Regions from separate parts of the Macaca mulatta genome. Here region 2 is linked to region 1. The links are chromatin contacts, called in public Hi-C maps. All regions are on one chromosome and are shown on one strand. Each heading gives the region's core, a stretch centred on a gene start, on an enhancer-like site or on the middle of the called end of the contact. The rest is flanking DNA. Distances are from core to core; before and after follow the strand shown. Region 1 holds the start of FBXO34 (F-box protein 34). Region 2 overlaps FBXO34 (F-box protein 34).

Region 1 (6,341 bases), core at 1,383-3,882:
CAGCACTTTGGGAGGCTGAGGTGTGCGGATCATGAGGTCAGGAGTTCACAACCAGCCTGGCCAACACAGTAAAACTAAATACAAAAATTAGCTGGAAATGGTGGCACGCGCCTATAGTCCCAGCTACTCGGGAGGCTGAGCCAGGAGAATCGCCTGAACCCGGGAGGCAGAGGTTGCAGTGAGCCGAGATCGTGCCACTGCACTCCAGCCTGGGCGACAGAGCAAGACTCCGTTTCAAAAAAACAAACAAACAAACGAGTACACCTAACTTACAGAGAGCCATGTAGCCGGCCCCAGAATGGCTACCACTTGGGAAAAACACATGCAAGTTCCATTTTGGACCCCCTTCAGTTGCATTACATAGTATCTTGCCAAGACTCTTTCATCTTCAAGAGAAGGTTGACTAACTCTCAATATCAGCAGTTTCATATTAATTCAGGTGCCTCTCAAGTCTCTGGTTATCCAAAGGCTCAAATTTGTATCTTTTATACAAAATTTTGTATACAAAGTTTGTATATACAAAAAATAATTTGTACACAGAATTGTATCTTTAGGGACTTCACTCAACACTGTCAGCATAAAATTCCTAATTTCTTAAAAGAAGGAAGAAAAAAACAGAACAACTTTCAGTAGTGCACACAATGCTGTCAAATTCCCAAGGTTGTGGTGAGGATCAAAATAAGATGTACAGAAAAGCCTTGTTTTGTGAACTTCCAGTCAAATCCAACAGTACCTAACAGGGGTGAATTTTTGCTTTTATTTCCTGCCTGAAAATGGGCATAACTTCCACCTGCATGTTGATGTAAAACCCAGAGAGACAATATGTTATCAATCACCTTTAAAAGACAAATGGGGAGCAGGAAGTATTGAGAGAGAGAGAGAGAGAAAAAAAAAAAAACCCTACCATTACAAGTCAAGGTCAGTGAGGAAGGACTAAGGACTTCTACTCAAGCTTCCTGCTAAAGACACCAATTGTACCTATGCTTCAATTTTAAGCCATCTACCTTTTGAACTAGATTCCATTTACATTATTCTACAAAGAGGAGGAAATGAAAAGTACTGATATGCTGGAATACCTGAAGAGGGTCAGTTACTACGACAAGTGACTAGCTTCTCTTCCAGTTTAGATCTCTTTTGAAAGCTTTGGAAGAAAAACAGCATTCATTGACAAATCATTTTTTTTAATTCTGTAATTTCATATTTAAAAGCACTAAAGACAAAATGTTAGTTAACTATCCAGACAAGCGGTCCTGGAATATGTTATTATATTAAGTTACAGCCGGGTCTTAGTAAGAAAGCAAGAAAAAGGTTTGTTGCTGACTTCTAAACCATGGTAGCAAGGGGTGGTAGCATGGTAGCACAGGGTAGGATAGGGACAACCTGGATAAATTAATTCCTCAGGTAATTATTATTTAAGACAAATGTTGGATTAATTCAAACTCCTCCCTCCCTTTACAACAGAAAAAAAAGAAAAAAATCATGTAAGATCCACTCTCCCTCCTCCTAGCCATTTGCTAACAAAAAATGCTAACAAGCAGATAGATGTCCAGTTTAAAAAAAAAAAAAACAAAAGTAAAGCAAACTGATTTATCAGCACTAGAAGTGGTTCTCTTTTTTTCAGTAATTCTGATCACAAACCATCAAACTATGAATTTAGCTTCCTAAAAGGCTTTTTACATTACACCCTCCAAAAAATCTCCTACCTTGACTTAAATTTTTCTAAATCAAATGTCTTATACTAAGCTGTACTCGAAACGCTTGCTGGACAAGAAGTTAAAGAAATTGACAACTATTACATTAAAACTGCAAAATGCTGATATCGAACAACTTTCGATTCAAATTCACTGCGATTCCAGGCGTTCGTGGAACACAACTTCCTTTTTCTCCCCTGCGGGTCCCCCCGGCCCTTCCGCGAGCCCAGGTCCCCGCCCGGGCCTGCGGTGACATCCCAGGACCCATCTACTGACGTCACAGACATGCGGACCCACAGCTCTATGACTTCACCGCGGACTGGGGACGAATCGCAGTCGGCTTGCGCCAGCCCAGAGGCTGGGGAGGCGTCCGAGCCTCCGTCCCGCCTCGTCGCCGAGGAAGGTTAAGGACAAGCGCCAGCTCACCTGTGCTGGGGCAGGGAAGGGCAGAGTGGCCGAGCGCGACAGGGGCGAGGCGACCCAAGTCCAAAGGCTGACTTCCTCACCGCCCGGGGTCCCGTAGGTGGGAGCGCCGGTCCGGTACCCGCTCACGGCCTATCTGTGATCTCCTCGGCTTCAGCCGGGACCCGGGACCCCGCTCCCTACCCGCCCGACCCTCCGTGGCCCGCGGGGGCGCTCAGCGCCCGGGCCGTGCGTGCGCGCGGGGAGGGCCGCCCCGGAGGAGGCGCAGGCAGCCGGGTCCCTGCCCCGGACCCGCGGGCGGCGCCCCCGCCCCCACCCGCCCGGCGCCCCGGGAGCGCAGGCAGGCGGCGGGAGGGGGCGGGGAGCGGCCACGGTGGCCGCCGCCGAACCCCAGCCGCGCGGCCCTTGCGCCACGCCCCACCCCGGCCCGGACTCACCTGCGCTCCTGCCCCGGCCACGGCCTGGACCGGGGCTGCACCAGCCCGATGCAGTGGCGGCGGCGGCAGCGGTGGCGGGAGGCCTGGCTCGCTCCCCACCGCTGAGGCGGACCGAGCACCCAGCACGGCGCGGCGGCGCCCAACGCTCGCCCCGAAACCCATTTGTTTGGCTAAAACGGAGTGACGTCACGCGCCGGCCCAATCGACGGTTGGCCGGGGGAGGGGCCACGGAACCAGGGTGTCACGGCGCCCCCTGCCGGCCACTGGGGGCGGGAAGGGGGAAAGTGAAAAGGGAGACCTCCTGGATGACGCGTCTGCGGCCCCCAAGTGGTAGAAAATAAGTTTGAGCACTACTGTGGGGAATCAAACCCCCCAGGCCAGCCAGAAGGGTAGTGATGCCAGGGTTCAGTCAGCAGACATGTCAAGTTTATGAATATTCGTGGGTAGACCTGAAGCTATAAATGGTCTCAGATACTATTAGATAACCTAGTAGACCTGGATCCCCATCTTGGTTCTGCTGCTAGCTTGGAAGGCTGGGGTTCAAGTTTCAATTTGTGAAATGACGAAATTGGAAGGGTCCCTTCTGACTCTCTTTCCCATGCAAATCATGGCAGGGATACCTGTCAGAAAGTAGATAAACGTTGAGGTTGACACCAAACTGTTAAAGTCTGTAGAAGCTTAAGGACTGGTTAATGATGGACATAAATTTTTTTTTTTTTTTTTTTTTTTGAGACGGAGTCTCGCTCTGTCACCCAGGCTGGAGTGCAGTGGCCGGATCTCAGCTTACTGCAAGCTCCGCCTCCCGGGTTTAGCCATTCTCCTGTCTCAGCCTCCCGAGTAGCTGGGACTACAGGCGCCCGCCACTTCGCCTGGCTAGTTTTTTTTTTTTTTTTTTTTTTTTTTTGTATTTTTTAGTAGAGACGGGGTTTCACCGTGTTAGCCAGGATGGTCTCGATCTGCTTTTTAGTAGAGACGGGGTTTCACCGTGTTAGCCAGGATGGTCTCGATCTGCTGACCTCGTGATCCACCCGTCTCGGCCTCCCAAAGTGCTGGGATTACAGGCTTGAGCCACCGCGCCCGGCCAATGATGGACATAAATTTTTAATACTTTACATTCAAATCAGAGGGTCAGTGAGGAACTTTTGATCCCCAACCTTTAAACTTATTATTGTTTTCATTGTGAAAGTAATATTAACCACATTGAAAAACATGAGGACAATGTATTTTCTTTTAGACCTTTTGCCCCATCACATATATTTTACTACACTGTGTAATAGTAGTTGTATGCGATATTGCATCCTCTTTTCACTTTTATAAGCATTTCTCATATTTCTACATAAGCTTCATAACCAGTTTAACAGCTGCATAAAAATACATTAAGTGGACATAAAATTTACTGCATTAATTCTCTAGTTTTGGACATAAATTGTTTCCTTCACTTTTTGCCATTATAAAGAAATCATAGAACATCTTCATGAATGTAGATTTTTAAAGACACCCAAAAGTGAAATTACTAGGTGAAAAAGACTATCAACACTTTCACAGTTACTAATACAAACTGCCAAATTATTTTTTAAAAGTTGTACCAAGTTACACTTAAACCAGCAACTTTGATTTTAGCCAGTCCTTAACAAAAGTGCTTTTGTCCAATTATAAAACTACTCTTGTAAAATATATGTGTAAAATCTTAAATATTAAAACATAAAAGCAAAATAAATATAAATATTTCCCATAATCTCACCACCAAGAAATAACCACTTAATATCTCCATCTAGACCTTTATCTATACACATATTTTTAATAAAAATTGGAGAGGGGAAGGCCAGGCACGGTGGCTCACATCTCAAAAAGAAAAAAAAAATTAAGGAGGGGTGTTATATGGTATACCTTGGCATCAAACTGTATGTCTGATTTAATATATGATCAATATTAGCTCAATATATCATTATCATTTGAAGGTTCCTTATGTCATAGTTAGCTCAAAATTGTAAAACTTCAATCTATCCTTTCAGATTCATCTTAAACACTGTCCTTCTTAAAACCTCTTGATTCCGTCTGGGCATGGTGGCTCACGCCTGTAATCCCAGCACTTTGGGAGGCCGAGGCAGGCAGATCACTTGAGGTGAGGAGATCAAGACCAGCCTTGCCAACATGGTGAAACCTTATCTCTACTAAAAATACAAAAGTTAGCCCAGCGTGGTAGTGCACGCCTGTAGTCCCAGCTACTTGGGAGGCTGAGGCAGAATTGCTTGAACCTGGGAGGCGGAGGTTGCAGTGAGCTGAGACCACACCACTGCACTCCCACCTGGGCGACAAGGGTGAGACTCCATCTAAAAAACAAACAAACAAACTTGATTCCTGTTGATCAGAGGAATCAAAAAGTTGATTCCTCTAATTTTTTCTCTTCCTTTATGGCCCTTATATTACTCCACACACATCTTCCATATGTGTATTTAATAGCCCCTGCTAGATTCTAAATTGCTAGGGGAAAGATTATATCCTAGTATTCACTAAAGAGTATTGCACTTAACATTGCTTAAATGTTTAATGAATAATTACAACCATATTAGTGATGTACACTTTTCTCATGACAGTAGATGAGTATGATGTCTGTTTTATAATGGTATTGGCCAGGCCCAGGGGCTTGAGGCTACAGTTAGCGGAGATCACACCACTGCACTCCACCCTGGGCAACAGAAGGAGACCCTGTCTCAAAATATATATATAATGCACATATATATGCATATATATATATATATGTCTTTACTGCAGTGTGTTAGTATCCAACATTACATTTATGATGTTATTACATTTATGATGCATCATCCGGACATTGTTCTAAGTACTTTGCATACTTTGTTTCATTTAATCAGAAAAACACCTCTGTGAGGTAAGGACTATTGTTATTTCAGAAGAGGAGAGTGGGGCTTAAAGCATTAAGCTGTTTGGCCCAGGGTATGGAGTCAAACTTAGCAAAGATTCCAGAGCCCTGACCATGTCACTATATTGTTATTAGGAGTTTCAAATGGGTCAAAGACATTGAAACTACAAAGCATAATGCAGATATCATTGAACTGAAATGACAGTGGTTTCCATATGAATAGCACATCATTGTCAAAAGTTCCATCAGAGTTCATGTGTTCTAGAGCAGTGCTTCTCAAACAATTTGTAGTTAGATTAGTTTTGCTGTCATTTTGCTTTGTTTCTAAGTATTTAGGACACTGTGAACTGATTGTTTTGTAAAATGTCATAAAACTGAAAACCACTATAAAAATGAAATTAATTTTAAAAAACATAATGAAAGCCCAAACTATTAATTGGTTTTTTTTTATCTTTTTCTTGAGATAGGATCTCACTATGTTGCCCAGGGTGATCTCAAACTCATGGCCTCAAGCAATCCTCCTTTGTCAACCTCCCAAGTAGCTAGGGTTACAGGAGTGGGCCACCATGCCTAGTCTATGAATTATTGATTATTAAAGTCCACAGACATAAAATTATTCCATCAAATTGCTAGTAAAGTTTCTAAAATCTTAATCTCAATTTCGCTTCTTGTCTCAGATTGGCCAGTGGACCACACTTTGAATAGCCCCAGTCTAGGAGAAAGAACTAGGAGAGAGTGTACCCATGTTAGGCAAGACCTTCCCTTGATTCTGTTTCTCCATTTGTATAATAGCAGTGATCCCCTAGAAGCAAAGTCAGAAGAGCCAGTATAGTTTATCAACCCACAGGCCCTGTGGTAGGTCCTCAGGAAGGTGCTCCCCAGGTGAGCATGGGGTGGCACACTGAGGCC
Region 2 (6,341 bases), core at 2,202-4,701, 76 kb before region 1:
TAAATTAAAAAAAAAATCTGAACTTCCTGAAGACACCTAAGTTTTAGGCATAGAAGAAAGGAAAGTATAAAAAGAACTCCTCCATGATCCCTGTTAGGTTTTTAAACACTCTTTCTAGATCATCACAATTAGCATTTTATTAGTTGCAAATAGCCCATCAAAATTATTGCTTCCTGGCCAGGCATGGTGGCTCACGCCTGTAATCCCAGCACTCTGGGAGGACAAGCAGGCGTATCACCTGGGTCCAGGAGTTCAAGACCAGCCTGGCCAACATGGTAAAACCCTGTCTTTACTAGAAGTACAAAAATTAGCCGGGCGTGGTGGGGCGCCTGTAATCCCAAATACTCGAGAAGCTGAGGCACAAGAACTGCTTTAACCCGGGGGCGGGGGCTGCAGCCAAGATCACACGCACCACTGCACTCCAACCTGGGCAACAGAGTGAGACTTTGTCTCAAAAAAAAAAAGAAAAAAAAAAAGAAAATTATTGCTTCCTAAACTATTCCCATACCACTGAATACTGAATATTTAGATGTTTATAATTTTTCACTTGTTTCCTTGTGTACTTTGCCCATCTATTAGTCTTGATTTTCTAAATAATTTATGTGTAGAAACATTTAACTGTCAAATTTCCTGTAACCATCTTAAATATAGACCCTACAGTACTTATTAATTCTAAAACCATTTTGAACTAGTTCAGAAAGATGGTGCCTTATTTTGGTCCTTGGCCAGGGCTAGAGATGGGAGCTATTTCAGAAATAAGACAAAAAGATGATTACTGCAGAGACTAGTGTTCTAGTCCCTGCCACATCACTGATTATCTAGACAGGGTGATTTTACCTTGGGCAAGTCACTTCCTCTCTCGGCCTCAGTTGAAACGTTAACTGAGGGGTTGAAATACTAGATAACCTAATGAACTGGTCAAATGTACGATTTACATAAAATAGCACACAGATACACAAAACACCCTGGACGGAAGAAAGAGTATTTTCTAGGGATGCCTGGACTCCTGCAAAATAAACTTAGAAACTAAAATAAAGATCTGCAGTCCCAGTTTGGTGGGAGTGAGGCAACAGCACCTACAGGTCTAAGCACGTGAAGTTTCACCTGCTCTTGCTCACTGGGACAGCAGCTGAACACATACATCTCAGAGAGCTCAGTTTATTCATCCTCTGCTCCACATTTACCGGGTGCCAGCCATATGGCAGCCTCTGTGGTAACTGATTTCAGGTTATCAGTTTTAATCACCAAGAATGAAAGTGATCGTCTAGAACAAGTTTACCTTTCACTTCAACTTTTAAATCCTACGTTCTAGTCTCAGATAAAAGAATAATTATGGATACTGTTATCTTCTAGCCAGATAAAGAGAAATTTTGCATTTAAAGCATACAAAAGTGTTTTTTAAAAGATACTCCTGAAACAGGAGCCAGGCATGGTGGCTCACACCTATAGTCCCAGTGCTTTGGGAGGCATAGGTAGGAGGACCCTTTGAGGCCAGGAGTTTGGGACCAAGTTTATTCCTGGTGATTAAAACTGATATGTGAAAACAGTTACCATAGAGGCAGCCATATGGCAGGCACTCAGTAAATGCGGAGCAAACAAGGATGAATATACTGAGCTGTCCAAGATGTACGCTTCAACTAGGAAAGCCTGGACAACATGGCAAGACCTCATATCTAAAGAAAAAAATGTTTTTAATTAGCCAGGTGTGATGGCACGTGCCTGTAGTCTTAGCGAATAGGGTGGCTGAGGCAGAAGGATCGCTTGAGCCCAGGAGTTTAAGGTTACAGTAAGCTATGATCACGCCACTATACTCTAGCCTGGGCAATACAGCAAGACCCTGTCTCCAAAAACAACAAAAAAACAAACCCAACTAAACAACCAAACAAAACCTTTGAAATAGATATTATCAAGGTCTTTCTGATCTTTGGCAATTTATAGTCTAATCATCTGTAGAGATCTTCCCCCTTTCTGCACTGTGACAGTTTTAATAGCTTTCTATTATTATACTGTATAGTCTTACAAATACAGCCACCCAGAATTCAAGAACAGATGACATATAAATGAATAAAAGAGGCACACCTAGTGCTATCTCTCTGTGCCAACTATTTTCTGGGTTTTCATATCCGTTCAACCCCATTCCTAAATGAAATGAAATGGAAGTGTCAAAAAACCCAATAAATTCTCACATAATGATCTCATTACACAGTATCTATGAACAAATTTAATTTAAACTTTAGCAGTATGTGTGCCATTTTGGATTGCACAATATGTTCTCTTCGACTTCTTCCCCCATGTATTATTTTAGGTGCTATTATTGACAGACAGGGACATTAAAAAGAAACTAATGTAATTACAGAAGGCTTTTATTTGCATTCGAGCTTTAAAGTCAGCTCAACTAACACTATGTGTACAAGATTTCAGCGAGATTAAAATAGGAGATGATCCCAGGGAACAGATGTGAGGGAAGGAAAATAGCCAATAAGGACACACAAGGTGACTGCTGGGAAGTGCGGTGATCCTGTGAGACCCCTGAAAGAAGCAGGACATTTAGGCACCAGCTCCAATCCCTCACTGGTTGAAGGTTGCCTGAGGTTAGCCTTTCCCCCTTATGTGCTGGGTTTGAAAGCCCTGAGGCAGAAAATAGAAAGCTGTTGGCAAGATGTAGAGAAACTACAAAAATCTAAGTTTTGTTTGAAACCAGTGATGGCCTGAGAGGATATAATGCAGGAAGCAAAGGGCATCTGCTGCAAAAATCCATAAAGCAAAAACTTTAAATCTCTAACACATTACAACAGATGGTGGCACTTTCCCACCCCCAAGTCACCCCCACACACAAAGACAGGCATGGGTGGGGTAAAGCTCCAGCTACGTTTCCATGGTTGCCTACCTCTTCATCACAATTGTATTTTAAACTATTGCTATAATAAAGTCCTGCTCTCTTGCAATAAAATAAAATGCAGGTTTATAGCACCTACACATCAATGTTCCCTAGATTCTCAGAAAGGCCCTTAAAAGAAATTAAGATCCCCTAGGCCCATTAAATCACAATTTCTCAGACTGGGCCCAGAATCTGTTTTTAATGTTAGGTTGAAATTGAAAGGGACTTTAGAGGTCACGTGTTAGATCTAATGTAAAAGTGGGATTCTAGATGTGAACTTAGGTGCTGGGCTACTAACAGGGGTTAAGGTGGAACTGCCCAACAAAAAATCAAGCAGACAGTCCATACTGAAGCATCTTATCGAAGGGCTGGGTAAAAACAAGGGGAGGGAGAGCATTAGGACAAATACCTAATGCATGCGGGGCTTAAAACCTAAATGACAGGTTGACAGATGCAGCAAACCACCACGGCACATGTATACCTATGTAACAAACCTGCACATTCTGCACAGGTAACCCAGAACTTTAAGTTAAAAAAAAAAAAAAGAAAGAAAAAAAAAAACCACAAGAAGTCAAAAGTTCATGGTGGAGGGGTGACTAGAAGCTGAGAGGGTGAGCACCAACGACAGCGACTCTCTCACTAAGCTTGGTTATGAAGGACAGTCTCAACATACCTGTCACCTTAAATCCTTTCCAGGTCTACAGGGAGATATAACAGTGAACCAGGTATAATTTGAGCAACTTTATTCCAGTAAAGGCCCAAATCCTGTATTCAATAATTCCACTATTCCTTTTAGACTCTAAGTTCAGCTTAAAAAAGAAAACTCTCACCTAAATAGAGTATACACTCCCCAAAATGAAGCCATAAAAGACAACTAAACTTTCCTTTTAAAAAAATGTAGTTGGATAAATCCCAACACTTCAAGAGTCATACTAACTCTTGTCCACAGAGGGGTAAACCTGATGACAAATCGAATGACAATATGTGGTCAGAATAGGGGAAAGGACGAGATTTCTCTTACTGCTAATAGGAAGCCATAATATCAAAGGCAGATGCCGGTTTTCTAACTTGTTAGTCTTCAGCCTTGCTTATCAAAACAAGTTAGAAGATAAGGCAGTTCATGTGTCTTTCTGGTTCAGTAAAGGCACAGGAATGCTAATTCCAAAAAGGAGTCACTTATTAGCATAACAGCCACTCTTTATTTATAAAAATCGGAGGAATAATGGCTGGGGGCAGTGGCTCATGCTAGTAATACCAGCACTTTGGGAGGTGGAGGCGGGCGGATCACGAGGTCAGGAGTTCGAGACCAGCCTGGCCAACATGATGAAACCCCATCTCTACTAAAAATACAAAAATTAGCCGGGTGTGGTGGTGGGCGCCTGTAATTCCAGCTACTCAGGAGGCTAAGGCAGGAGAATTGCCTGAATGCGGGAGGCGGAGGTTGCAGTGAGCTGAGACCACATCACTGTACACTGGCTCTGGGTGACAGAGCAAGATTCCGTCTCGTGGGACCAAAAAAAAAAAAAATTGGAGGAATAAAAATAGAGTAGTATACAAAGGCCCCTTCTCATTATCTAATACCTTTAGAGAGGAAAAAAGTATACAGTAAGGAAATTCATCATTTGTTTCTTAAAAACTGTAGAAGCTTCCAGAGACCATCTTATGACAGCCTTCTTCACTGGACCATTGTACAAATAATTAGCAACTCGGCAAAGTGCTGCAGATATATATAATGAAATCCTTGTTTTCAAAAATGAGGAAGCACAAATAAAGTGACTTCTGAAGTCCCACAGCTAGGCAGTGGTAAAATTAAGATTAGAATTAGATAGGAAATACAGTCTCCTGGATCTATATTTTCCCCACTATGAAGGACGATACATCAAAAACCTATGATAAATTATGACACAAATAAAATTAAATAATTCTGACAGCATCTATTCCAAGAACTTTTATCTTTCAAATTAGGTCAGTTTTTCATAAGTGCCACATAAAACTACTACACAGAGCTGTGATGCATTAAGGCAGACAGATCACATAAACCATACTAATATAAAAGCATACAAAGGCTGTTTTGATGGCTATTAAATTGGAAAAAATGCCAAGAGCAGGAGGGTGTGAATATAGGCAGAGGCACAAGAAAAGACGTCCCCCTCCATATGTCTCTAAGCACTGACAGAAAGAATGCATCCAACTCCCACAGCATGCCTGTTTTAAAAAAGAAAAAAAGGGGGAAAAAAACCCTGTAAGTCAGAAAATGCAGTATTTCTCAAATTAACTTTCAAAATATTGGGGGATGGCTTTTTTGGGGAGGCAATCCACTCCTTTTCTTTTTAGGGAATATTCTCTAAAACCAACTCAAGGAACTTCTAAATTTGCCTTACGAGGATTGGGTGGTTAGGGTTAGTGGTGCACGACAGAAAAATCCTTTATTGTCTGTTAATGGATACTAAGTAATAAAGAGAATGGCCTTTGGAAACACATGTATGGTTTTCAAAAGCTCATCGCTCACGGTTTCCATCTTAGAATTCACAATGGTATTTAAATACAGCACCTACCTGCTTCAAAGTTATCTATAATATTGACCAAATGAAGCTAACTTCCAGAAAGTAGAGTAGATAAGCTTAATGGGACAACCAAGTATCCAAAACATATTAAAAAGGAATATTGACAAGTTGGGAACAACAGCCACTATCCTTTGCTTTTCTATTGTGTTCACAATCAACGCAACACCTAATACTGTTGGACAGTATTACAAAATAGTGAATTAGTAATATTATGCAAATTAACACAGGTCCCCAGCCTGCTTTTGTTGGAGCAGGGAGGGAAGAGAAGGGCCTGGAGGAAAAGAACTTCTGCTTAGGCTGTTGTGAATTATTAAATAACAGTTCAGGATAGAGACAAAATGAAGTATTCATTTTGTTAAACTTAACCATGTCTAAGTTAATCTGTAGTCATTTCCTATTGCTCCTGTGACATAATGCCAAACACCCACAAAACTCCAGCATATCACATTTACTGCTACACAGGCAAATGAAAAGCCTACCACTGGTAAATGCCACTAGAATGAACACCAAAATGCAGATGAAACCTAGTAAAAAGTTAAAGTCCAAAAAATTAATACATTTTGAAAAGTACATTGAGCATTACCAGGAAAATTTAATTTCCAAGGATTTTTCAGATATTCAGAGTTCCTGTTAACAACTCTCTTGCATATTTTACCTATTCTAATTTTTTTTTTACAGAAAATGAAGGAAAATAAAACTCCTATCCCTTTGCATAGCAAACCACTACTTCCTTGAGTGGGCTGACGCTTGCTTTTACTTTGAAACCAATCATTCTTCCATATGACAAAGATACTTTGCTTGGCCAACTTTAGTAAGGATTCCGAACTTTCTTCTAGGCCCATCTGTGCAGTTCCTTACAAAATCCAGTTTTAGCAAAAGACCCCCTCCCATCTTCAATA

The links. A called contact is a pair of places that touch in the nucleus more often than the background predicts.
Region 2: a contact with region 1 is called in a Hi-C map of CD4 T cells, with 4 times the contacts expected there. The contact joins the enhancer-like site here to the promoter of FBXO34 in region 1. A contact is called at or near these places in 4 of 14 Hi-C or Micro-C datasets (CD4 T cells, cortical neurons, fibroblasts and 1 more).

The regions. Positions count from the first base shown.
Region 1 is chr7:128,397,545-128,403,885 of T2T-MMU8v2.0, reverse strand. It overlaps FBXO34 (F-box protein 34), which reads right to left and starts at 2,632. Exons shown (of 2, transcript NM_001266246.1): 1 at 2,552-2,632.
Region 2 is chr7:128,473,906-128,480,246 of T2T-MMU8v2.0, reverse strand. All of the region lies in intron 1 of FBXO34 (F-box protein 34), which reads right to left. Among named protein-coding and RNA genes, the nearest start is that of ATG14, 68 kb to the left of the region's middle. Within about 2 kb of position 3,451, at least 5 of the 40 cell types and tissues checked have an H3K27ac peak or open chromatin away from gene starts, as enhancers often do. A contact at or near this core is called in CD4 T cells, where this site is marked.